Regions from separate parts of the Mus musculus genome. Here regions 1, 2, 3, 4, 5 and 7 are each linked to region 6. A link is a contact called in public HiChIP or PLAC-seq, Micro-C and promoter capture Hi-C data. All regions are on one chromosome and are shown on one strand. Each heading gives the region's core, a stretch centred on a gene start, on an enhancer-like site or on the middle of the called end of the contact. The rest is flanking DNA. Distances are from core to core; before and after follow the strand shown. Region 1 overlaps Soga1 (suppressor of glucose, autophagy associated 1). Region 2 holds the start of Norad (non-coding RNA activated by DNA damage). Region 3 holds the start of Epb41l1 (erythrocyte membrane protein band 4.1 like 1). Region 4 overlaps Soga1 (suppressor of glucose, autophagy associated 1). Region 5 overlaps Phf20 (PHD finger protein 20). Region 6 holds the start of 4930405A21Rik (RIKEN cDNA 4930405A21 gene). Region 7 holds the start of Samhd1 (SAM domain and HD domain, 1).

Region 1 (3,256 bases), core at 440-2,939, 340 kb after region 6:
CTAAACAGAAGAGCCTACAAGCTTAGATCCCTGCATCCAGTGCCTTGAAGCCTCCATTAGAGTCCGGAAGAAAAGGGTACCACCGCCCATATCCAGGCCCAGATTTCCAGTGGTCCCAGGGCCCTGGGCTCTCACGGGTCACTTATAGCCTCTCCAGGCTATAACCATAGGCTCTTCTCACCCTCAGGACATGTTTCATGACAGCTTTGAATCCCAGAAAGGAAAGGGCAGTTGCCCAAGGTCACATGACTAGGAAGGTAGCATGGGTCAACTATGAAGCTGATGATGCCGAAGAAGGGCAAGCTTGAAGGACTACAATGATTAACAATGGCCTGTCAACAGCAAGTCCCAACACAACTTTCTATGTCCAAAGAGCCTGAAGGGCCTTGTGTGCCTGTCTCATTGAGCCCCGAAGTTATAAGCAGGGAGACAAAGAGGAGAGGCAGCCTTGGACACACAGCAAATGCCTAAAGCACAAACAAATGTGCTCATCCATGAGGTCACTATTCACAGTGCTGGTCCCTGCCAAAGGCCAGCAGCAGCGGTGGCCCCCAGCTCCTGGGTAGATCAGTCTCTGGGCTCTGAACCTGGGATTGCAGTGCGACCCTGTGGCTCTGATCTTCAAGGAGAGAGATGGAAATCATAAGCAGTACCTCAGGCCAGGCAAGCATCCTGAGGCATGTGTGACCAAACTCAAAAATCACATGATGGGTGTTGTCACGCCATTTGACAGAGGGAAACTGAGGCTCCAAGGAGGAAGTGATGCAGGTCACCCAGGACACAGAGCCAAGGCCAGAGCATCCTTATAGAAGGATGGGGTACATGTTACTGACATGTTCTGGGGCTCTCTACAGGAAAAGCAGTGGATCCCAGAGTCCCCCAGCCGAGGCTCCTCCCATCACGTGCTCCTATGATTGGTGCCATGCCTACCACACAGGACTCTATTTTGTAATTTCATTTTATAGTCATGAAAGTCTCTATAGGGGGCTGGAGAGATGGCTCAGCGGTTAAGAGCACTGGCTGCTCTACCAGAGGTCCTGAGTTCAATTCCCAGCAACCACATGGTGGCTCACAACCATCTGTACTGAAATCTGGTGCCTCTTCTGGTGTTGAGGCATATATGTAAGCAGAAAGCTACAGACATAGTAAATAAAGGTTTGTTTGTGTGTTTTTTTTTTAAAGTCTCTATAGGATACTAAACTTATCTCCATGTTCCACAGTGGAAACAGGATCAGAGATTGAAGCAGCTTACCCAAGCCCACACGGCCATAAAGTGGCCAGACCATCCTCATGCTAGCGGGTCTCCCTGTTGAGGGTCGGAGATCTTGTTAACTGTGTGGACCAGCAAAAGGAGCCTGGGAGGGTTGTTCTGGGGTGGCGGCTGGGGAATCTCACTAATAACATACCAGCTCAATAAAACCACCGGAGCTCAAAAGCCCTGCAGGGCACAGGGCCAAGGAGCCTGCTGAGCAGGAGAGGAATCCCTAGGCATACCCCCCACCTCCGTCCCCGCCCCCAGTCCCTCTCCACCTGGTTGAGAGGTGCCTAGGGGAAGACAGGGAAGTCAGCATTCTGAGGACCTCCATAATTGCCTCTAACATCCCCAGCACACTGGGAGGAAGGGTGATGGCAAAACTGTGCGGCCCGCTAAGACAGAGCCAGAACATGAGCTCAGCGTTGCAGCTGCGGGGGTGGGCAGGAGCAGCGCGGGCATGCAGATTGGCTCGTTCAAATCCTAACAGAAGGGGCCCTTCCCCTCCTCCTGGAGGGCTGAGCCCCACCCCCATCCCAGCTGCTCTGGCCCCGCCCACCAGCCTGCTCCCCACCTCTCTTCTCGGTCTTGCTTGTCTAGGGTCCCTCCCAGATTCAAAGACCAGGGCCCAACCGCAGATTCGCCTGAACGGCTCGCTCCGCTCTTTCCCTCCCTGCTCTGTCTCCTACCGATGAGGGAACCGGGGAGTTGTTAGGTTGTTTTTTTTTTAAATCGTGTTTTGTTTATGATTTTTTGGATAACAAGATCTTAGTGTGCAGTCAAGGAAACTGGCTCCACACAGGTTCACAGGCTTGCATAGAGTCTCAACGCTGGTCACAGAATGAACAGTGTCCTTTCTGAATGCCCTGCAGGGCTGGATTCTCAGGGCTTTCCAGCAGCAGGTGTGTGGCTTGCTCAGCACCTGCCTGCCCTCCGGGGCCCTTGGGATCTTTCCCCAAGGAAGTCCTGGATCTTTCCCAGGCTCACGCCCTCTTCCCCCTTGGGCTACCTGCAGAACTCCTAGGCTCCTCCCAGTTCTGTACCGGTCGCAGCACCCTGAGTTCCTTGTTCACACTGGACTGAGTTCTGAGAGCGGAGGCTGGCTCAGGGTCCCCACATTTTGGGGGCTTACATAAGACAGACTGGCAATGGGGACTTCTCTCCTCCATCCCCGACCTAAGTGGCGCCATTCAGGCTTTCTCCTTAGGCAGAGAAGCAGCAGGTTCCAGCAGTGAGGTCTGAGAGGTGGATGGGCCTGACGTCTTGACCCTGGATAGGTGCTTCTCTCCTCTGAGGCCCAGCCCCCTCCTCCAGAAAACGGATGCAGTAATAATAGCTACTCACTGTCAGTCCCTCTGGTGTCTTAGCCAGGGTTTTAATATTCTGGATTGTAGGTTCTTATACCCATTTTGCAGATGAGGACATTGAAATATAGAAGACTTGATTAAAACCTCAAAGCCCAAGTATCCTGGAGCCCAGCTCTGAACCATCCTGGTTCAGCTGCAGTCTTCCCATAAGAAGCCTGTGGTGCTGAGCAGGGACCATAAGTAGGGCCTACTCAGAGGCCAAAGCCACATACAAAGCAGACATACAAGAAACGGCCTCTTGCTGCTTCAGAAGGGTTCTTGTCATACCATTTCCTGGCTATCCTGTTTGGAGGATGTGTTGATCCACCAGGGGTCCCCACTTTGAAGATGGAAAAACTGAGGCCCAGAGAGGCAGGATAATTTGCTCAAGGCAAGCAGTAAGCCACAGGCCTAACCTGGATCCCCAATGGGGTTTATGATCCAACCACCCAACGAGGGCACCTGTGAAGGTTGGCAGTGACCCCAGACTGACCTTGACGTCCTGTTCCAGACCTCGGATGAGTTCCCCATCAACCTGGCCTGTCTGGGCAGCGCGGAGGCTGCGGCGCTCAGCCTTACGCAGTCGGTACTGCAGGATGCGACAGGTTTTGCTGGCTTGGTCCAGCTGCTGCCGCAACTCCTGCAGCTGATACACGTC
Region 2 (3,078 bases), core at 359-2,858, 330 kb before region 6:
TACCTCTACATTTAACATACGTTGGGCACTTCTAAACATCTAGATAGACCAGATGTTTCAAGTAAGGACTGTTGTCCACTATATACACAGCAGTCAGTAAATGGCACACGTAACAAGAGTAATTACAACTTTAACACAAAATGTAAAAAAAAAAAAAAAAAAAAGTGTTGTTCTACTAACTCTACTTTGTCATACACTGGCAACCTCTTTAACATCTAGAGTGACTAGATGTTGTAAATTAGGACCCCTTTGTCCTTTACATACACTATGTACAAAGAAAAGCCAAACAAAATGGGATAGTGGGAGATAGTGGTTCCTTTCCACTCACGGACCACAGTAGCTTAGAGCTCTGGATTTCCTTCTGGGAACCAGGGCACAAACACAATGCGGTCAACTCAGGAGAGGTTTGGCTTTTCTTCTCCAAACAATAATTCAAATGAATCCTAACAAAAAGGTATTTACAGCATGTTTACTACTTATAAAATATGGCAGGCACTTCAGAGCAGCTAGAAAGACATTACCCCCAAAACCTGGCATTTTCAAACACACTCAAATACACACACACAGGCACACACGCAAACATGGTGTGGGGGGTAAGAAATGAGGACTAAAATGCATACACAATACAATAGGATAAAAAAGAGAGACACGTCTTCTTCACACGACCAATCTGGCTCCGGGCCTCTTCTTCCTCCTGCTGGATCCTCTAAGGTACTGAACAAACAGGGACGAGTGTCGCTCCTGGGTCTTTCTAGAGGCGGCCTAAACAATTCCATTTCAAAATCACTTGCAGAAGACGTGTCCACGATCTTCTTTTTATGGCGACTGGGTATTCACGTCATCTCCTACCTCTCCTTTACCCTGCGTCGGCAATCTCTACAGTTAGACGTCCAGATTTAGCCAGAAGTCTAAAAAGGGTCGGGGGAAAGGTTGAGAGCAGCTTTTTCATATTATATACACAGGACTTCTACGGCGACAGCGTTTCCGAATGGCCGCCTGCGGTTGTCGCGTCTCGGCTTCTCTCGGGTGGAGGGAAGACCCGCGGCCCAAGAATCGATCGTTCCTCTCGCCGTGATTCGGGGCCCCGCTCACCTTCGTCCAGGCCCATCGAGGCCTCGGTTCATCCAGGTCTGCGTGCTCGGCCACGGGTGGGCCTCCCGTCCCGAGCCGGCGATGGCAGAGTGTTCTTGCTCAGACCCGCCGCCTTAGGCCGCAGAAGCCCCGAAGGCCCAGCCTTGGCCTTCAGGTGGATGCCATTCTTCCCGTCATGCCACGCTCGCCGCCACTTTCGAGGCGTCCTCGAAGGCCTGGCTGGGACTCCTCGGTGGGCCCGGCCCTGGAGAGAGGGCGCCGGTGGAGTCGGGGAGGCCGCCGCCATGCAGGCGCATCGTTGGCAGGGCAAGAGTCGCTGCGGAATGGCCGCGTGGCCTAGCCGGTGGCTGCCTCGAGGGCGAGGGCTCCTGGCGTCCGCAGAGTAGGGACCGAGGCTGCTCCCGGGCCCCTCGGGCTCACCCGGCGCGGGCCGAGGCCGTGAGGGGCCCGGGGCGAAGAAGGCCACACTCCCGAGCTCGCTGCGCTCTCTGCCGGAACTGACTTGGCAATTCTTCTCGCCCAGGCTGGAGCGGCACCGGAAGCCCGCAAAAACACCACCGGAGAGCTAACGTTTCCCCAACTGCAAGGTTCCGGCCGGGAGCGGGGGGGGGGGGGGGGGGGGGGAGCCTGGGGTTGGGGGCGGGGGTCTTTTTTTCTTTAAGTCTCTTTACATCTTTTGTAGAGACTAGAAGGCCAAGGGGAGAATAAAAGGCCAAAAGTGAAAAAGAAAAAAAGAAAAAGCCCACACTAGCAGTCCCAGCAATTTGTGATACATTATAAAAATAATTATAGGCAAACGCCTAAGGGCCTGAAGTACTACACTAGTCTCACTAGAAGTGGTGTTATAAACTAATTACCTAGTAAGATAGTGAACTGCTTGCCTCTTATCTACTCAAATACAACCCCATAGAATTTATTATTCCATGAGGCTAAGAAGGCAAATCGGACCCCTCCCCCCACATCACCCCTCTCACAGTTTCTGTCCACGGTGGTGTGTGTGTGTGTGCGTGTGTCTGTCTGTCTGCCTGCCTGTCTGTTTCTGTCTATCTGTGTCTGTGTAAAAGTTTTAGATGCCCTGGAACTGGAATTATAGACAGCTGAGCTGAGCCATCTCTCCAGTCCCCTGGAACAAAGTCTTGAAGGAGGCAAGGGATAACATAGTCTCACAGAGTGTGTGTAAAGAGCCTCCCTAACAGAAGAGAACAGCAAACAGTTAACAGGCTATGAAATGGACCACATAGGCCTTACCTGCTCCACAAAGAGCTAAGGCCAGGGAAGAGAGGAGGGTTGGATCTGGTCAATGAATACAAGACAGAAATGAGAGCCACTGAAGGGCTTTGAGATGTGCCATGAAAGTCAGCGGAATCAGGGACAAGGTCAGAGATGAGAGCCCTTACAGCAGATGGTGACGTATGGTATACAGTAGTTCTCCTGACCCTGGGTTCCCTTTTTCGTTTCAGCTACCCAGAGGTGAACTGCTTCCCAGAAACACTAAGTGGATAATTTCCCAAATAGTCACTGTGTACGTTTTACATTGCCCATAGTCCATGATGCCCCATACCATCCTTCCAGGATGTAATGTGTGCTGTTGTTTACTGCTTCCACTCACTGGTCAGTTAGTCACTCTCTCAGTTATCCGACTGACTATGATCAAACCACACAGCAAGTTCCAGGTTGGCCAAGGCTGTGTAATAAGCACTCTTCTGCCCCACAAAACATGCCAATGGCAACACTATCCTTGGGCCTGGAGAGATGGCTCAGCAGTTAGTGCTTGCTCTATCAGTGGACTAGAGTTTGGATCCCAGCACCTACATCAGGAAGCACAAGATGCCTGTAACTATAAGGAATCCAAAGCCCCTTTAGCTTCTGTTAAAACGCACACTCACATACGCACACGCACGAAAACACAAACACACATGTGGGCTGGAGAGATGGCTCAGCAGTTAAGAGCACTGTCTGTTCTTCCAAAGGTCTTGAGTTCAATCC
Region 3 (3,056 bases), core at 179-2,678, 300 kb before region 6:
ATGGAAGTATTTCTTCCATGCAGTGGAGCGGCTGAGTGAGCACTGCTGAGTCCTGTCTTAGGTAGGGCCTTGGTTTCCTTAGTTTTGTCCTCTCAGTTTATCAATGTCCCTGGAGGTCCAAACCAGGCCTCCCCTTCTGGATTTATCTATTCAGCTGTTTGATTCCAATCTGCTCTTAGCATCCTGTAGCAGAGTGGTGGGGGTGGGGAGGAGGAGATGGGACCGCAGTGAAGAACCAGAATTACTGGCCTAGCCTTTGATTCTGTGCTACCTGGGGCAGACTCAGGTGGATCCCAGCTACCACTTAAGATAAGGTAAGGTCACAAGAGGTGAAGGTGTTTACATTTTGGAGTCATTTGCCTAGGTTGTTACCCATGCAGAGGCCTCTAATAAAACCCGGTAAGTTCTTACATTTACTTCTTCCTTTTCTTCCCTTCAAAGTCTAACAAAGGAGGCTTGGTATTCCTGGCCTTCTGAGGTCTGGCCCTTGCTCTGGGAACCCAAGCTCAGTTTCTTCAGCTAACCCCATAGACGCCCTACCTTCTATGGATACTATTCTAGGTTCACTGTTTTCGTTACTTTGTCCTTTTCCTATGCTTAGCTTTACGTGTGTGTTCAAAGCAGTACCTTCCGGCAGGAGCCTGTAAGGTCCAGGGCGGATATAATCATAATTCAGAGAAACGCTTGACTTTGGGCATGCTTGGGCCTGTGGGTCCCCAGGGTCTTGGGACCAGGGGCTCGGCCCTTGCTTCCAAAGAGTGCCAAAGGACTGCCACCTCAGACTGGTTGGAAAGAGCTGCGTGGTCCTCCACAGCTCCGCAGCTTAGGCCGCCCGAACAATAGGAGGGAGGCTGAAGGGTAGTGGGCGTCGGCCAGGTCCCTGCTGGAGGGAGTGGAGGCCAGTGGTGCTGCTGGTCCCCCAGGTTAGCCCAGGCTACCGGCCTGAACGCCAAGCTCTCAGTCAAAGGCGAGGTGAAGCAGACTTGGTGCCGGTGGCGACTCTCTAGGAGGTGGAGTAAGGCCGAGCCCACGGGGCTGGGACCTGGAGGGAGAGGAGGCTCCGTGGAGAGTCTCGTCTTCGTGGTCCCGCTGCTCGCCTCGGCCTCTGAGCTCTGCCTAGGCTCTGGTGGGCGTCTGTCCCACGTGGGGGAAGCCAGCGGCGCGGGCTCGCGGGGCGCACACCCCTCCGAGTTCCCCTCCCTGGGATCGGACGCGCCTGCTCCTGGGCAGCTCGGCTCTTGGGGCCAGTGGGTCGCGCTCGCTACTCGCACACCCTTCGGACGCTGCCTGGCCCGGATCGCCGCCGCCTCCTCCCAGGGAGCTGGCGGGGCGGGGCAGAGGGGGAGAGGGGGTGTGCGGAGCGGGCGGGGAGGGGGCTGAGCGCCGTGGGAGGGAGCGAACGAGCGAGCGAGCGAGAGAGCGAGCGGGGCATTTCTGCGCAGCTCCGGAGCGTCTTGGAGCCTGCCTGGGCGGCCACTGGACGAAGGGACTCAGAGACAGACAGACAGACGGCTCCCGGAAGCCGCGCCGCCGCCGCCAGGTTAGCAGGGCGCGGAGACCGAGCAGGCTGTTGCTACGTCCCGAGCTCGCGTGCTGGAGGACGTGCGTGGCCGAAGCTACGATTCGTGTCTTTGCGGGTACGTGTCGGGGTCCACATCTCCGGGTGTGCGTTTAATGTGAACGCGCGTGTGTCTGTGGGTCGGTGCAAGTGGTGTGTACGTGCGTGTGCATCTGAGTAAGGGGCTGGGTGGTGTACTAATCTGGTAAGGGTCTGTGTGCCCTGGTTTGCTTATCCGGAGATGTGCCTAGAGAGGGTGTGTCCCAATGTGTAACAGTGTGTACATCTGGATGAGGCAGTGTGCCTATGCTGATGATGGCTTCGCTTGTGGCTGAAGCCTATGGCGGGTGTATGTGAGTGTTCGTGTGTGTGTGTTTCGCTGTGTGCACGCCAGTGTGACTCCCCGTGTGTGTGCGCGTGTGAGGGCGGGTGTGCACCCGCGTAGCCCCTGTGTGCGTGTGCTCGGCTTTGTCTCCGCACTGCCGGGAGGAAGGGGGTGGGGGCGGCAGCCGAGGCGCTGGCGTCGCCCGGAGCCCGGCACTGGCCGAGGAAGTGGGTAGCAGCAGCGGCGGGGGCGTCTTAGCTGAGTGGAGACTCCCTGCTGGCAGGTGGGCAGCCACACCCGGGGTACGGGAGAGCCCTACTGCCAGTGGAGCCTGGCTCCCAGCTGAGCTGAAGCAGAGGGCGTGGCCTGCTCAAATCCCGGGTGTGTGTTTGTGAGGGGTGGGGTGGGGGATTAGGTGTGAAGAGGGTGTGTCTGTGCGCAGGCATGGGTGTGGGTAGAAGCAACAGAGGCCCCTCAGCGGGGTTCTGTGATATGTTTCCTTGCTGTGTAACGACCATCACCCTGGCCAGCTACAGCCCAGCCTGGTTAGGTACCCTCCACCCTCACCCTGGACACTGTTCGGAAGGGCAGCAGCCTAGGTACCCTACAAAGACTAGTAAAACTGATCACTATCTTAAATGGCCAGCGCCCCACTCCAAGGAATCCCCTCTCAGAAGGTCTTCATACTTTGAGAGAGATGTGTTTCTGTATCTCTTCCCCCATGTTTTGGGCACTGCATGCATGTCTAGTCTGGGTGAGTGTGTGCATTCTCCCTGTATATTTCTTGTGCATTTAGGTGCATTTGTACATTTTACTGATGAAGAATAAACAAAATATCTCTGGATGTATATGTGCATTTGTTTTGATAAGTTCTGGTATATCTGGTTTGTTTTTTTTTTTTATGAGTGTGTAAGCTGTTTGTGTATTGGCGAGCCAGGATGGGGACAGTAAGAGAAGTGCCATTTTGCTGCTAACTGGAACAGAATAGAAAGCCCCCTATATTTGAAAAACAAGATTACAGGGAAGTTTGCGGATTTAGTCACTGTCTGCCGGGTTCAGATACTGGTACTGAAATGTAGGTAGACTAGGTTTGACAAGGATCTAGAGAGGCTGAGAATCTTACAGAGGGAAGGAAGGAGGACGTGCAAGCCCAGCCTTCCTTCTCCTGGCTCT
Region 4 (3,122 bases), core at 620-3,119, 310 kb after region 6:
GAGAGGGTGGGTGCAGAGCAAGGCATGCTGGGTTAAAGAAGGCTGAGAAACAAGAAGCACCCCAGGGAGTAAGTAACACTGGTTCACAGCTAAGGGAGCCTGGGATGTACAGCTCTGAGCAAAGCACGACTGGACTGCTCTGTGCTCCTGTCTGCAGTCTGCCTGCCTCTTCAGTTCATCCTACCACGCACCACCAATCGGTAAAGTGAGGGTATCTTATAAGGGAGGAGTATGAGGCCTGCAGGCTATCATGTGTTCACGGTGGGTTCCACGGGCCGTCCAATGAGGTGCTTTTTAATTTTTACACTCTCTTACTGTTTTGTATGTGTATGGGTGGGCATGGCTGCCGTGGCATGTGTGTGCTGGTCAGAAGACTCAGGCAGGTTAGCTCTCTCTCCCTGTGTGGGTCCTGGGGATCAAACCCAAGTTGTGAGGCTTGGTGGCAAGTGTCTTTACCCATCTCACCAGCCTCAACATTAAGGTTTAAGAAATGTTATAGCCGGGTATGGTGGCATACACCTTTAATCCCAGCACTCAGGAGGCAGAGGCAGGGGGACTTCTGAGTTCGAGGCCAGCCTGGTCTACAAAGTGAGTTCCAGGACAGCCAGGGCTACACAGAGAAACCCTGTCTCGAAAGAAGAGAAAGAAAGAAAGAAAGAAAGAAAGAAAGAAAGAAAGAAAGAAAGAAAGAAAGAAAGGAAAAGAAAAGAAAAGAAAAGAAAAGAAAAGAAAAGAAAAGAAAAGAAAAGAAAAGAAAAGAAAAGAAAAGAAAAGAAAAGAAATGTTATTACAGGGGCTGGAGAGATGGCTCAGCGGTTAAAAGCACTGACTGCTCTTCCAGAGGTCCTGTGTTCAATTCCCAGCACCCACACGGTGGCTCACCACCATCTGTAATGAGATCTGATGCCCTCTTCTGGTGTGTCTGAAGACCGCTACAGTGTACTCATATATATAAAATAAAATGAATCTTTTTTTTTTAAAGAAAGAAATGCTATTATAGATCTGATCCACAGCCAGGTTTGATACGGGCACCATTTCACAGACAGGAAACTGAGGCCAAGAGATGAAACAAGAGCTGGAGAAATGGCTCAGTGGTTAAGAGTACTAGGACCCGGATTCAATTCCTAGCACCCACATTAGGCAGATCAAAGGAAACCTGACACTTCTGGTTTCTGCAGACACCTACACAGACATGCATCTATGCACATACACTTACACAAACATGCATATATATATATATATACACATACATACACACATACCTACACAGGCATGCACATTTACATACACATCTACATGTAATTAAAAGTAAAAATTCTTTAAAAAAAATTTTTTTAAAAAAAGACATGAAACAGAGACAGGCGTGGTGCTGTATGTCTTTAATCCCAGCACCCGGGAGACAGAAGCAGGAGGATTTCTGTGAGTTAAAATCAACCCAGTCAACATATCAAGTGGATAACCAGGGCTACACGGAGAAACCCTTTCTCAAACAAACACAACCAAGCAAGACCCAGAAATATTAAGCAGGCTCACCGTCACCCAGAAAACTATTACCATGTGATTGGCTCCAGCTCAGTGTAGCTGCTGACAACCACAAACTGGCAGAGCGCAGGGGTGGGGAAGCTTGGGTTTCCCCAGTGTTGTCCCCTTCTTTTTAGTAGTGTTTGATTTCTTCCTATGCTGGGAACAGAACCCAGAGCTTCTCACGCGCTGGTCAAGTGTTCTACCAAAGAGCTATCCCATGGCCCCTTTACCTTCCCTTCTGAGACAAGCTATAGTCAGTAAAAAAACAAAAAACACAAACCTGTGGTACAAACCCACCTGGACCATTTTCTGGTTGAAGCTGTCAGCCTCCTCCTTCCGGAGCTGCCGCTCCTGGGACAGCTGCTCTTGCAAGCCCCGGAGGCTGTCGTGGGCCTCGGCCAGGACCAGCTGAAGATCCTTGATCTGCAGGAGGGAGGTAGGGTGGAGGGGACAGACAAGGAGGAAGGAGAAGACACAGGCTGTGGTCAAAGAACAGAAGCAGTAAGGAGTCAACAGAAAACTGGATGGGAGTCACCTCTACGAGGCACAGCACTGTCCTTGCCTAGCGGGTCATCAGGACAATTACACAAAACAGTACGTGTCAAATCTTCCCAATATAATTTTAACATTTCTCTCTTGCAAACGTAGCTGCAGAAAAGAAAAATCCTGTGCAAACTCAATGTAAGTCACAACGTTGTTCATAGTCTCTTTAATTGATCAAATTAACTGATTAAATGTAATTGATTACTTATTTCTGATGTAGAGTCTCACAGGCTGGTGGCAAACTCCTGAGCTCAAGGTATCCCCCTACTTCAGCTCCCCCAGGTAGCTGGGGCTATAGGTGCTTGCCACTCCCAAGCTAGGGCACTGTCTATAATTACAAATTTAGACGCAGTTTAAAAGATAAATGAGGTTTCAGATGTGTTTAGTGGATCTGTATGTGTTAAGTTCCATCCAGATGTTCCGTCACAGATGCTGTCTTTGAGCGTTGTTACGTAACAGAACTACGGTGAACGTCGGTGTGGTTAACTACAGAATGATCTTGCTTTTCTTTGTTTCTTCATGTAATAATGCTGCCCAGAAGTTTAATTGTGATTATTTGTGGATTTCAGTAACTATGGAGTAAGATCATTTTAAAAAAGCTAACCAAATTCTCCATTTTCTGGGGGAAATTGTGTTTTAAAAGCATTTAGAGCTAAATGAAGTTAATTTGTTCTTGGGCTGTCAAGATGGCTCAGCAGATAAAGGTGCTTGCAGCCAAGCGTCAGGACCTGGGTTTGATCCCTGGGACCCACATGGTGGGAGGAGAGAACCAACTCCTATAAACTGTCCGCTGACTTATATACCATGTGCACATACCCACACACAAGATAGATAGATAGATAGATAGATAGATAGATAGATAGATAGATAGACAGACAGACAGACAGCAGACTAGTAGGGAACACAGATGTCTAGAGTCTTCTTATGATTCTAGATGTTACTTACAAAACAGGAAGTCATGAGCTTGAGGCCAGCGTGGGTTACATAGCAAGACCCTGCCCAAAGCACCAAAGGGGAGAGAAGTGTTCAGTTTGTCAAAAGCCATAGGCACCCAT
Region 5 (3,138 bases), core at 566-3,065, 430 kb before region 6:
ACATTCGTTGAGCCCTGGTGAGGCAGCAGGCATCATTTGAGCTGTTCTGCTATGAATAGAGCTGAAAACAGAGTCTAGTTTCCAGGCCTGTGGAAGTTCCTGGGGGAGTGGGGCAGAAACAGTGTGGGGTGCACAGTGTTATTAGTGAGTTTAGAGCACTGACCGTTGGCTTCCCTTTGCTTCCAGAGGAGGATAATTTGAGTGAGTCCTCTTCCGAGAGCTTTCTTTGGAGTGATGAGGAATATGGTCAAGATGTTGATGTGACCACCAACCCAGATGAGGAGCTTGAGGGCGACGACCGCTATGATTTTGAGGTGGTCCGCTGCATCTGTGAAGTGCAGGAGGAAAATGACTTCATGATTCAGGCAAGTAGTTTCCAGAACACAGGTTAGAGGAAGACAGACTGATCCTAAGAGAGAATGTGAGGTCAGCAGCAAGTGAGCCGTGTGAACAGCCCTGTGTGTGTAGTACTAACAATGGTAGACTGAGCTTGCTTTTGGGTTCCCATTTCTGGGAATTCTAGGCTACTGTAAATACCTATTAATAGAATGAGAAATTATTGGGGCCAAAGGGGAAGGCCTAACCTGTCGTCTCATGGGGAGGCCTAGCCTGTGGTCTCACAGGGAACAGTTGGACAACAGGGACTCAGGCTGTGGAGTGGCAATTCAGTCTTGTTTATCTTCTCTTTGAGATACATTTCCCTGGTAGCCTGAAGGAGGAAATGGAGTCAGGTTTTATAATCTGTCCACCTCTGTTACAACATGGTGTGTTTGCACATGCAAGCATGTATCTGTGCTGGCCGCAGGTGTTCCCAGGAAAAGGACTGGCCGCCAGCCGTGCATCTTTGCATAGGCTATAGCTATTAGGCTTCTTTTGCTTTTTTCTTTTCTTGTTCTATATATGTGACATCAAAATTTGAAGTTGACTTGATTTAATAGTACATAGTTGCATTTCTGTCTTTTATCCTTTTGTTGATGGTTTGGGGGAGGGGGCAGAGTCTCTTAGTTACTTACTCTGTTATGATAAAATATCCTCGCAAAAGCAATTTAAGGGAGAAGTTACTGTGGCCCACAGTTCTAGATGGGTGCATAGGACACAGAGGGCATGGTGGCAGGAACGTGAAGCCATCTCCTCCCACTGCCTCAGTGTCAGGAAGAAGAGTGGAGCTAATTCACCCCTGCATGCTGTGCTTGGCTGATCCCTGCCTAGGAAACGGTGCCACCTCCAAAGGAAAGTCTTCCACTCAGCCCATCCAAAATAATCCTGAATAAACAGACCAGAAACTACCCTGATCTAGACAGTCCCTCTCCACGGGTGATTCTAGCTTCAAGCTAGTGAAATAACCAGTCTCATTTGGTCCCACTTGTTGGTTCCACTTGGTCTCAAACCTGCTGTGTTTTCTGTTTTTGTTCCTAAGTGCTGAGGTTACAATCACGTGCTGCCATGCCGGCTTTGTTTCCTAGGTGTAGACCTTGGAGTTGCTTCTAGGACTTCAGAGGTTTTGTTTTTTAAGCACTATATGCATGTTTTCTCCTCCTGCAGTTTATTTTGGTGTGGAGTGAGGGCTGTGGCTTCAGTTTACTGGCAGTGTCCTCCCTTTTTGAAATATTGCTTCATTTACTGCCTTTCTGTACATTTGTGTCTCTTTCTGGGTTCTCTCTTTTCTCGGTGAAGCAGAGACAGAAGAGCACACTTCTGTGAGATTATGCCTTTGTGATATTTAAAAATCCCTAGCAGGGCCAGCCCCTCCCTCTCATCTTTCTTCTTTGCATATATTTTCTGACTACTAATTTTAGAGTTCTGCTTACTTTCTGAGCTACCAACTTCCTTATTTGTTGGGGCCACAATATTTTATAAGCCCAAGTAAAGTTGGTGTCTTCCTGGCCCTCTGGCAGCGCTCCCAATACCAGGGAAGGCAGTTGGTCTTGGCACTTGGCTAAGTTCATGTTGTCTCATGTGCCATTGATCACCTGTGCAACCTTCAGCAAGTTTTAAGAGGAAATGCAAAGAAATAGCGCATGATTGCTCTAGGATGCCAAAGTCTGTTAATAATAGAAAGTTAACATGAACCTTTGTGCTGAGTTCATAGTGGGTGTGTGCATGTGACCCCAGATTCCTAGTAGACAGCCCATGGTGTGGGCAGGAGCAGTAACCCATCTGTACTTGGGGAACTGAGGCCTAGGGTTGTGATCTGGAATTGTGCAAAATAACACAGGTAATGTATTTCAAGAGTAGGAACAGGTTTCCTTAACCCCACAAAGTTACCAGGAAGTAGAAGCTGAGAGGCCGGAGTATTCAATTGATCTATATTTTTGCTTTGTGTTTTGTTTGTGAGACAGGTTCTAAAGTATCCCAGGCTGGCTTTGGTCTCACAGTGTAACTGTGTCTGGCTAAGCTTATCTTCAAGTCTCTACCTTTCACGTGCTGGGATTCCAGGCATATTCTGCCACACCTTACAGTAAATTCTCTGTGTGTGCTGTAGTCTGTACAGAGGTGATCGCCTCACATGGGCACTTCTGAAATGGCTCTTGGCACTAAAGAACTAAGGACTCTTTACCTTAATTTGTTTACTGTGTGTGACCTCCATGGGGTCAGTGGTGACCTAGCTAGGTCATTGTGTGGCTACAGCTTTGTTGGTGGAGGTCAGAAGGGAGCACTCCCCATCTCCTCTCAGCCCTGTGGCCCTGCTTCAGGTGCCTCCTGTGTTCTGACTTGTGTTGCTTCTTTAATTTTCACAGTGTGAAGAGTGCCAGTGCTGGCAGCACGGGGTCTGCATGGGCTTACTGGAAGAAAACGTGCCTGAGAAATACACCTGCTATGTTTGCCAAGACCCTCCAGGTAGAGACTGCTGGAGTTGGGATGTGAGCAGCGTGTAATCGCTTCCTTAGACAGCAACTTTCAAGACACCATGTCTGTGCTCTTGATGAATCTTTGCTGATGGCTAGGTGACTCTGATCACCTTTGTTGCAAGCCCTCCTGGTGGCCAGTCCTTCTGAACGTAGCAGTAAGGGATGTGTCTGAAGATGCTTACCTAGCAGAAGGTCTGATCTGAAATGTAGTGGGAAACACACATGACATTGTTGACAAGAAGCACAGAGTTCCGTAGGTCTGATAAAACTATCCAGTGTGGAATGCTCC
Region 6 (3,087 bases), core at 346-2,845:
GATCACTAATTGGGGAAATGCCTTATAGCTGGATCTCATGGAGGCATTTCCTCACCTGAGGCTCCTTCCTCTCTGATGACTCTAGCTTGTGTCAAGTTGACACACAAAAGCAGGAATGCACAGCTTTTCACTGTTCAAATTTTCTTTTCTTTCTTTCCTTCTTTCTTTCTTTCTTTTTTTTTTTTTTTTTTTGGTTTTTCGAGACAGGGTTTCTCTGTATAGTCCTGGCTGTCCTGGCACTCACTCTGTAGACCAGGCTGGCCTCGAACTCAGAAATCCGCCTACCTCTGCCTCCCAAGTGCTGGGATTAAAGGCGTGCACCACCACGCCCGGCTTCAAGTTTTCAAGGGATTTACCAAAATGGTGACCCAAAGGGGAAACCAGCTGCCAGTCTATCTGGAAAGGACCCTTTACCCTCTCCTAGAAGCCCAGGCTCATGCAGGAGGGTCTGAGGCCTATGTGCCAGTGTTACACCTCAGGCCTGGGTCAGCCAACTGCTCCTCTATGCTAGCCTGACTTGGGCAAGGACTCAGTCAGTCACAAAATCGTCCCCATACACACCTTACAGGACCTGAGGCGGGGGGCTGGGAGGGGGGTGACCAACAGAGAAGGGTGCTGACATTCCTCTAGGACCAAGGTCTCAGACTTGGTGAAGTCCAAATTGAAGCTGCCAGTGAGTTAGTTCTTCTGTTCAAGAGAGTGAGCTGGATCAAAGGGTCAAAGACTTGCTGGTGAAAATTCTGTCTCTGCCTGGTTTCTCTCCAGGGGATACTCAGCACTGGGGAATCCCAAAGAGAAAGGGGGACTTGCCCAAGGTTATGCAAGAAGTGTTACTGAATCGAAAGGACACAGCAACACATGAGGTGTCATAGCCATTCAAGAATTTACTTTGTATTTTCACCTAAAGCAAATGAAACTGAATAGCATGGTGTAGCCAACTCCTGCTTTTAGAGTGCTTAGCACAGTGCTGGCATCAAGTAAGTTTGTTGCTTTTGCCATTATTGTGTCTTAATGCAAAAGGTAGACTGGAAACAGTGTTACCTTCTTCATTTCCCACAGTCCTCTGTCAGATCCCAGTACAGAAAGCAGGCAACCAGCGGGCTTGCCAGGCAGCAAAGATCTGTGCTTGGCAGAACCTTCTGTAAATGGACTGTCAGTCTGTGGGCGGGGAGGGGGCTCACTCGGTTGTCACATTTTACAGAGGCACAGAAAGGTTAAGCATCTAACCTAAGGTCACACAAGTGGGATACTGAACCCGTCCTTAGGACCCTTGGGAGCACAGCAAGGGATGAGGCAAAGAGGCAACTAGAAACTGCGCGGCTGAGTAGCTAGGACCCGCGTGCGGGACAGAAAGCCCACGGTGGGCTCTCTCCTCAGCCTCAGTTTCCCTACCTACAGCGAGGCGTCGCCACCAGGGTGAGCCCGCAGGGACGGACGGCCACTCCAACTCCCGTACAGACCACGCATTGCGTTCCAGCTGGAACCGGTTTGGCGGGGCGGTTCGAGAGGGCGGAGCCCCTCACTCGGGCATGCGCGAGTTGGCGCGGGCGCGCACTCCCTTTCAAGACCGGCCGGCCAGGGCGTGGGCCGCGCGGTACGCGTGCGCGCTTGCGCTGTGTCCCGCTTGCGCGCGCCCCCTGGCGGCCCCGGAATCCCGGGCGACGCGCGCGCGGCTGACGCGAGGGGCGGGGCCGGCGCGGGGCTTTAACCCGGAGGCCCCGCCTCTCGGGCGTACAAAACCGGAGCCTCGGGCCGGGCCGCGTGAGGGAGGAGGGTGAGTGCCCGCCGCTGGCCGCAGCTGCCGCCAGTCCATCCGTCACTCCGTCCGTCTGTCCGACCCACGTCGTCGCCGCCGCCGCCGCCGCCTCCTCAGCCCGGACGCCCGGGGCCCGCCCAGCGCCACCCGGAGCAGCCGCGGCCCCGCGAGGAGACGGGCGCCGCCTCCGCCCGGCCCTGCCCTGCCCCGTCTTCCCGTCTGTCCGTCTGTCCGTCCGCCCGCTCGCCCGCGCTTCCGTCCTTCTGTCGGGCCACTGGCCCTCGGGCCCGTGTCTCCGCTGAGCCCGCTTTGTCTCTCCCTAGCTCGCTGTCTCTTTGTCTCTGCTCTCGCGCTCTCGGCCCCTCCCTCGCTCCAGGATCTCGGGTCCCCTCTCCCAGCGCTCCTCTCCTCTCTTACAGCCACGGGTTCTGGCACCCCCATTCTTCTGGACTCCCTAGATCTTTTGGGGCCTCTCCTTCAGAACACACTCCACTCCCCCAGGCCTTTCCTGAGCTTACCACACATCTTGAGGGTCCTTCTTGATGCATGTGCCCCTGATTTCCTGGGGGTTATCTCCACCTAGTCCGCATTTCCCGGAGGGTTTCCCACTTCTCCGGAGCCTCCCATAGCTATCAGAACCTTTTACATCCCTTAGTGGTCTCCTTGAACCCCCAGTGTCTCCCCAGCTCCCTAACTTAAGAACCTCTGCCTTTCCTGGATTTGTCCGCTGTCGCTGTCACTGTCTCTCCTTGTTCTCCGAGCGTCCCACTTCTCTGGACCCGGTCCCCCCCACCCCCCTTGCTCTCCCTGCTTCTTTCACGCGTCTGTGTCGGTGGTCTCATTGCTGTCTCTAACGCCTGCCTCAGCCTTCTCTGCCCGGGGCTCTTGCTCCTTTGCTTCTCTGCCCGATCCCCTGTCGCCCCTTTTCTCTGCTCCTTGTCACTCCCTCTCCCTTTTCTGTCTCTGCCGGGTCTCTGGGTCTCTGACCCCCATCCGGCCCTCATGGCTTTGTGTCTGGAGCTCTTGAAGCAATGTGAGTGGTGGGGTGTCCGGGTCGGGCCGGGCGGAGTCATCCCGCAGGCTGGCCGCGGCAGAGGCTCCATGGGGTTGGCGCTGGGGCAGGGGCTGGCGCTGGGGTAATGAGGCTGTGGGGCCTCTGGACCAGGGGAACAAGGATGGTGGGGCCAGGCTGTCTGGCGAGGGGGTTGGGGGGAAAGGGCCTTCCTGCCCTGAGGCTTCTGCTTGAGTTGCTTAAGTGTGTGGAGTGCGCCCTGGGCTGGGTATCCCTGCTGGTTTGGCCCTGCATGGCCTGGCACTTTGTGATCGCTTGT
Region 7 (2,916 bases), core at 63-2,562, 410 kb after region 6:
CATAAGACAGGCCCTGTCTTACCCCACCCCCACCCCCAAAGTTACTCTTCTGTAGAGGGAGAGAAAAAGAGAAACGTGAGTTCCTATTTTTAAGCTTTCTTTCTTTTTTTTTTTTCCCCCAGAGCTGAGGACCGCACCCAGGGCCTTGCGCTTGCTAAGCACTCTACCACTGAGCTAAATCCGCAACCCCTTTTAAAGCTTTCTTAAAGTCAGTCCTTCAGTTAGGCACAAGGGGCTCCACCCCACAAGAAGTAAAGTTCACTGAATTTGAAAATCATAACCACGGAGGGGCCACTTTCCAAGCGAACACCTCCGGGGATCGATCATGCAAGGGGTTAAGCTTCACAGCCACCAACCAAGAAAAAAAAAAAAAAAAAAAAAAAAAAAAGTTGAGCAGATTCAAAGTGTTGACGGGAGCAAGACCAAGAACCAGAAGCATCCCTTAAAATTCTTAAAATTCTTGAGTGGCCAAGTTGTGGAATGTTGGGGTTTCAGTGAATAACTTGCTCTTATGTTGGAAGAGAAATTCCCTTAGTAGCACTCTGCAAATACAATGAGCACATACTGAACCCTACTAGGCTATTATGATAGTCAGTGAGAATCCAGAGATTAAGCACCTTCCCTCCCCTTTAAGGAAAACCCCAAATTCCGGGACCAGCTTCAGAGTTAAACTTAAAAGCGCTCAAAATCTCTCATGGGGCCAAGTGTTCCGGGAGCTGCGGTTAGCACAAAAGGGTCTCCCAAGCCAGGTGAGCCTGAAAGACCGCAAGCCACAGCCGGAGGTCTGGGGTAAAATCTTCTAAGAAGGGCGGGGATCGCTCCTGGCAGAAGTGACAAGTTCCCGAAAAGACCCTTCTACCAAACCTCCCTGGGCCTCTACTAGGTTCGCCGCCCAGAGTGAACCGATGGGCTTGCACTTCACCTGTGCCCACCTCGGGTAGCCCGTGTGTTCGCATCCCGACAGGGCGCCTCCTTCTCCAGCGGCGGGTTCCCGCCAGCCGCTTCCCCCAGAGACCTCCCCCTTAGGATGCCTCCCATGTGGACTCTCCCTGCTCGGCCCCACGGTGGCCATCCTTCGTCCCTCAGGCCCGCTACCTCTGAAGATGTCCAGCACTTTCTTCTCTCGGAAACCACGATTCTCTAAGAAGGAGCACACGTCCTCCGGTTCCCAGGTTCGGAGGTCGGTGTTTTGGAAGTCGTCGTCTGCAGACAGATTAGCTGTTGCAGGAGGAGTGCTCGGTGGCGTCCTTGGGCTGCCATCGCAGCGGGGTCGCTTAGCTGGCTGCTCCAAGGGTGCGCTCTGCATGGCTACCTCCGACACCCGGGGCTGCGAAGTTAAGTACCGCGGCACCGGCTCGCGCGCAGCCGCACTGACACCACACCCCAAAAGTGAGTCCATTCAGTTTTGCCAGCCTCCAGGCCTACTGCGCAGGCGCCCCGGACATCAGCCCTGGGAGCGTGGCCTCCCCGGGGCGCTCGCGCCCGGCCCATTGCGCAAGCGCAATGCCTACGCGATCGCCCTCAACTCCGCCCTTGTGTTTCTCCGAAAGGGTGGTGTTATTAGAAAAGCAAAACTGAGTTGTGGTTAAGAGTGGAGACTTTAGTGAGGACAAGGCCAAAGAGGGCATCTGGGGCTAAGGAAGGTTCACCACGCTCCAGATTAAAAAGGTCTTCTGGTGAACTGCAGGTATCTTCCTGAAACAAATACGTTTTGCCAGGTTTCAAACACCCCAAGCTGTAAACTTGTTAAAATAAAATTAAAAACAAAAAACAAAAAAACCCTATAAGGCAACAAAGCTGCCACTCCTATCCCAGAGCAGAAAACAAGGGACTGGCCCAACTGGAAAACCCTGAAGTGATTGCCAGCTGGTTGTCGGACTGTCCTGTTAGATTCCACATTCACAGTTAGTTGGCAGCAGACCGCCCTATTATTTCCAAATAGACAGTATTTTTACTAATTACTAGTCAGTGTCCAAATAGCAGGCTTTCTTTTTTTTTTTTTTTTTTTTTTTTTTTTTTGGCGTTAAGCCATTTTGGGACAGACCCCAAACTTCCCCATAAATCTTTATCCACCCATTACTAGTACAACGACCACTAATTTACGACACCTCTTCAGAAACCAAGACACATACACATCTAGGTATTTTAACGTCAGGCAGTACAAATGAGATGTTTAGTGGTGAGCCCGACAGCTGTAAGTGATGCTTAGGCATAAAATACAAGCTTGAGAGCCGGGTGTGGTGGCGCACGCCTTTAATCCCAGCATTTGGGAGGCAGAGGCAGGCTGATTTCTGAGTTTGAGGCTAGCCTGGTCTACAAAGTGAGTTCCAGGACAGCCAGGGCTACACAGTGAATCCCTGTCTCGAAAAAACAAAACCAAAAACAAAACAAGCTCGAGGCCCGATGTTCATTACCCAGCAACAAACAAACAACAGACAAACTAGAAATCGGATGAACCAAAATATTCTTAGCAAACAGTGCTGATGTGATCAGGGCCCTGTTCTAAAGGCTTTACAAACATTCATTTAACGAATTTCAGATGTAGGAAAGTGAAGTATAAAAGCTGGGAGAGAGGGCTGGAGAGATGGCTCAGTGGTTAAGAGCACTGACAGTCCTTCCAAAGGTCATGAGTTCAATTCCCAGCAACCATATGGTGGCTCACAATCATCTGTAATTGGATCCTATGCCCTCTTGTGTTGTGTCAAGGACAGTATGGTCATATACATAAAATAAATAAATAAATCTTAAAAAAAAAAAAAGCTGGGAGCTAAGAAACAACAGAGACTGGGCTTCCTGCAAAAGACCATGCTCTTACTAAATCTGCCTTAGTCAGTACTCTCTAAAGGAACAGAAATGTTAGAGTAAATATTTATGTGTGTGTTTAAAAGGGATTTATACAGGATTTAGTTCATGTAG

The links. Promoter capture Hi-C pulls out the DNA fragments that hold promoters and counts their contacts. A called contact is a pair of places that touch in the nucleus more often than the background predicts. HiChIP or PLAC-seq counts read pairs in DNA pulled down with a chosen protein or histone mark. Capture Hi-C pulls out chosen DNA fragments and counts their contacts.
Region 1: an H3K27ac HiChIP or PLAC-seq map of microglia shows a contact between it and region 6, with 6 times the contacts expected there. The contact joins the enhancer-like site here to the promoter of 4930405A21Rik in region 6. A contact is called at or near these places in 1 of 15 datasets of contacts at CTCF or cohesin (the NIH/3T3 cell line), 1 of 484 Hi-C or Micro-C datasets (the G1E-ER4 cell line) and 12 of 115 datasets of contacts at active chromatin or transcription factors (acute myeloid leukemia, bone marrow-derived dendritic cells, bone marrow-derived macrophages and 7 more).
Region 2: a contact with region 6 is called in a promoter capture Hi-C map of embryonic stem cells, with 5 times the contacts expected there. The contact joins the promoter of Norad here to the promoter of 4930405A21Rik in region 6. A contact is called at or near these places in 8 of 39 promoter capture datasets (cranial neural crest, embryonic stem cells, pre-B cells and 2 more), 1 of 484 Hi-C or Micro-C datasets (colorectal tumor organoids), 8 of 115 datasets of contacts at active chromatin or transcription factors (bone marrow-derived dendritic cells, embryonic hindbrain, embryonic stem cells and 3 more) and 1 of 9 other capture datasets (embryonic stem cells).
Region 3: an H3K4me3 HiChIP or PLAC-seq map of embryonic stem cells shows a contact between it and region 6, with 17 read pairs. The contact joins the promoter of Epb41l1 here to the promoter of 4930405A21Rik in region 6. A contact is called at or near these places in 8 of 39 promoter capture datasets (the 3T3-L1 cell line, cranial neural crest, embryonic stem cells and 4 more), 3 of 484 Hi-C or Micro-C datasets (the C2C12 cell line, cortical neurons and embryonic fibroblasts), 11 of 115 datasets of contacts at active chromatin or transcription factors (bone marrow-derived macrophages, embryonic forebrain, embryonic stem cells and 3 more) and 1 of 9 other capture datasets (embryonic stem cells).
Region 4: a contact with region 6 is called in a Micro-C map of the G1E-ER4 cell line, with 2.5 times the contacts expected there. The contact joins the enhancer-like site here to the promoter of 4930405A21Rik in region 6. A contact is called at or near these places in 2 of 15 datasets of contacts at CTCF or cohesin (the NIH/3T3 cell line and large pre-B cells), 4 of 484 Hi-C or Micro-C datasets (the G1E-ER4 cell line and erythroblasts) and 7 of 115 datasets of contacts at active chromatin or transcription factors (acute myeloid leukemia, bone marrow-derived macrophages, embryonic midbrain and 2 more).
Region 5: an H3K4me3 HiChIP or PLAC-seq map of bone marrow-derived macrophages shows a contact between it and region 6, with 3 times the contacts expected there. The contact joins the enhancer-like site here to the promoter of 4930405A21Rik in region 6. A contact is called at or near these places in 2 of 39 promoter capture datasets (the SN4741 cell line and embryonic stem cells), 4 of 484 Hi-C or Micro-C datasets (the N1E-115 cell line, cerebellar granule neurons and group 2 innate lymphoid cells), 9 of 115 datasets of contacts at active chromatin or transcription factors (acute myeloid leukemia, bone marrow-derived macrophages, embryonic basal ganglia and 6 more) and 1 of 9 other capture datasets (liver).
Region 7: a contact with region 6 is called in a promoter capture Hi-C map of adipose tissue. The contact joins the promoter of Samhd1 here to the promoter of 4930405A21Rik in region 6. A contact is called at or near these places in 14 of 39 promoter capture datasets (the 3T3-L1 cell line, 3T3-L1-derived adipocytes, the C10 cell line and 9 more), 2 of 484 Hi-C or Micro-C datasets (CD8 T cells and uterus), 8 of 115 datasets of contacts at active chromatin or transcription factors (the NIH/3T3 cell line, bone marrow-derived dendritic cells, effector CD8 T cells and 5 more) and 2 of 9 other capture datasets (adipose tissue and liver).

Annotation. Positions count from the first base shown.
Region 1 is chr2:157,057,097-157,060,352 of GRCm38.p6, forward strand. It overlaps Soga1 (suppressor of glucose, autophagy associated 1), which reads right to left. Exons shown (of 15, transcript NM_001164663.1): 2 at 3,092-3,256. Among named protein-coding and RNA genes, the nearest start is that of Soga1, 21 kb to the right of the region's middle. Within about 2 kb of position 1,690, at least 137 of the 459 cell types and tissues checked have an H3K27ac peak or open chromatin away from gene starts, as enhancers often do. A contact at or near this core is called in embryonic forebrain, embryonic stem cells, microglia and 1 more, where this site is marked.
Region 2 is chr2:156,391,371-156,394,448 of GRCm38.p6, forward strand. It overlaps Norad (non-coding RNA activated by DNA damage), which reads right to left and starts at 1,609. Exons shown (of 1, transcript NR_024329.1): 1 at 1-1,609. The region is part of intron 2 of Gm14170 (a long non-coding RNA gene); the gene reads right to left.
Region 3 is chr2:156,419,663-156,422,718 of GRCm38.p6, forward strand. Epb41l1 (erythrocyte membrane protein band 4.1 like 1) reads left to right here and starts at 1,429. Exons shown (of 25, transcript NM_001368800.1): 1 at 1,429-1,637.
Region 4 is chr2:157,031,437-157,034,558 of GRCm38.p6, forward strand. It overlaps Soga1 (suppressor of glucose, autophagy associated 1), which reads right to left. Exons shown (of 15, transcript NM_001164663.1): 7 at 1,822-1,947. Among named protein-coding and RNA genes, the nearest start is that of Dsn1, 26 kb to the left of the region's middle. Within about 2 kb of position 1,870, at least 1 of the 459 cell types and tissues checked has an H3K27ac peak or open chromatin away from gene starts, as enhancers often do. A contact at or near this core is called in the G1E-ER4 cell line, where this site is marked.
Region 5 is chr2:156,293,911-156,297,048 of GRCm38.p6, forward strand. Phf20 (PHD finger protein 20) reads left to right here. Exons shown (of 18, transcript NM_172674.2): 13 at 187-365; 14 at 2,739-2,838. Among named protein-coding and RNA genes, the nearest start is that of Cnbd2, 17 kb to the right of the region's middle. Within about 2 kb of position 1,816, at least 53 of the 459 cell types and tissues checked have an H3K27ac peak or open chromatin away from gene starts, as enhancers often do. A contact at or near this core is called in bone marrow-derived macrophages, where this site is marked.
Region 6 is chr2:156,719,314-156,722,400 of GRCm38.p6, forward strand. 4930405A21Rik (RIKEN cDNA 4930405A21 gene) reads right to left here and starts at 1,596. Exons shown (of 4, transcript NR_040505.1): 1 at 1,393-1,596. The region is part of intron 7 of Dlgap4 (DLG associated protein 4); the gene reads left to right.
Region 7 is chr2:157,133,784-157,136,699 of GRCm38.p6, forward strand. Samhd1 (SAM domain and HD domain, 1) reads right to left here and starts at 1,313. Exons shown (of 16, transcript NM_018851.4): 1 at 1,096-1,313. The coding sequence starts at 1,306.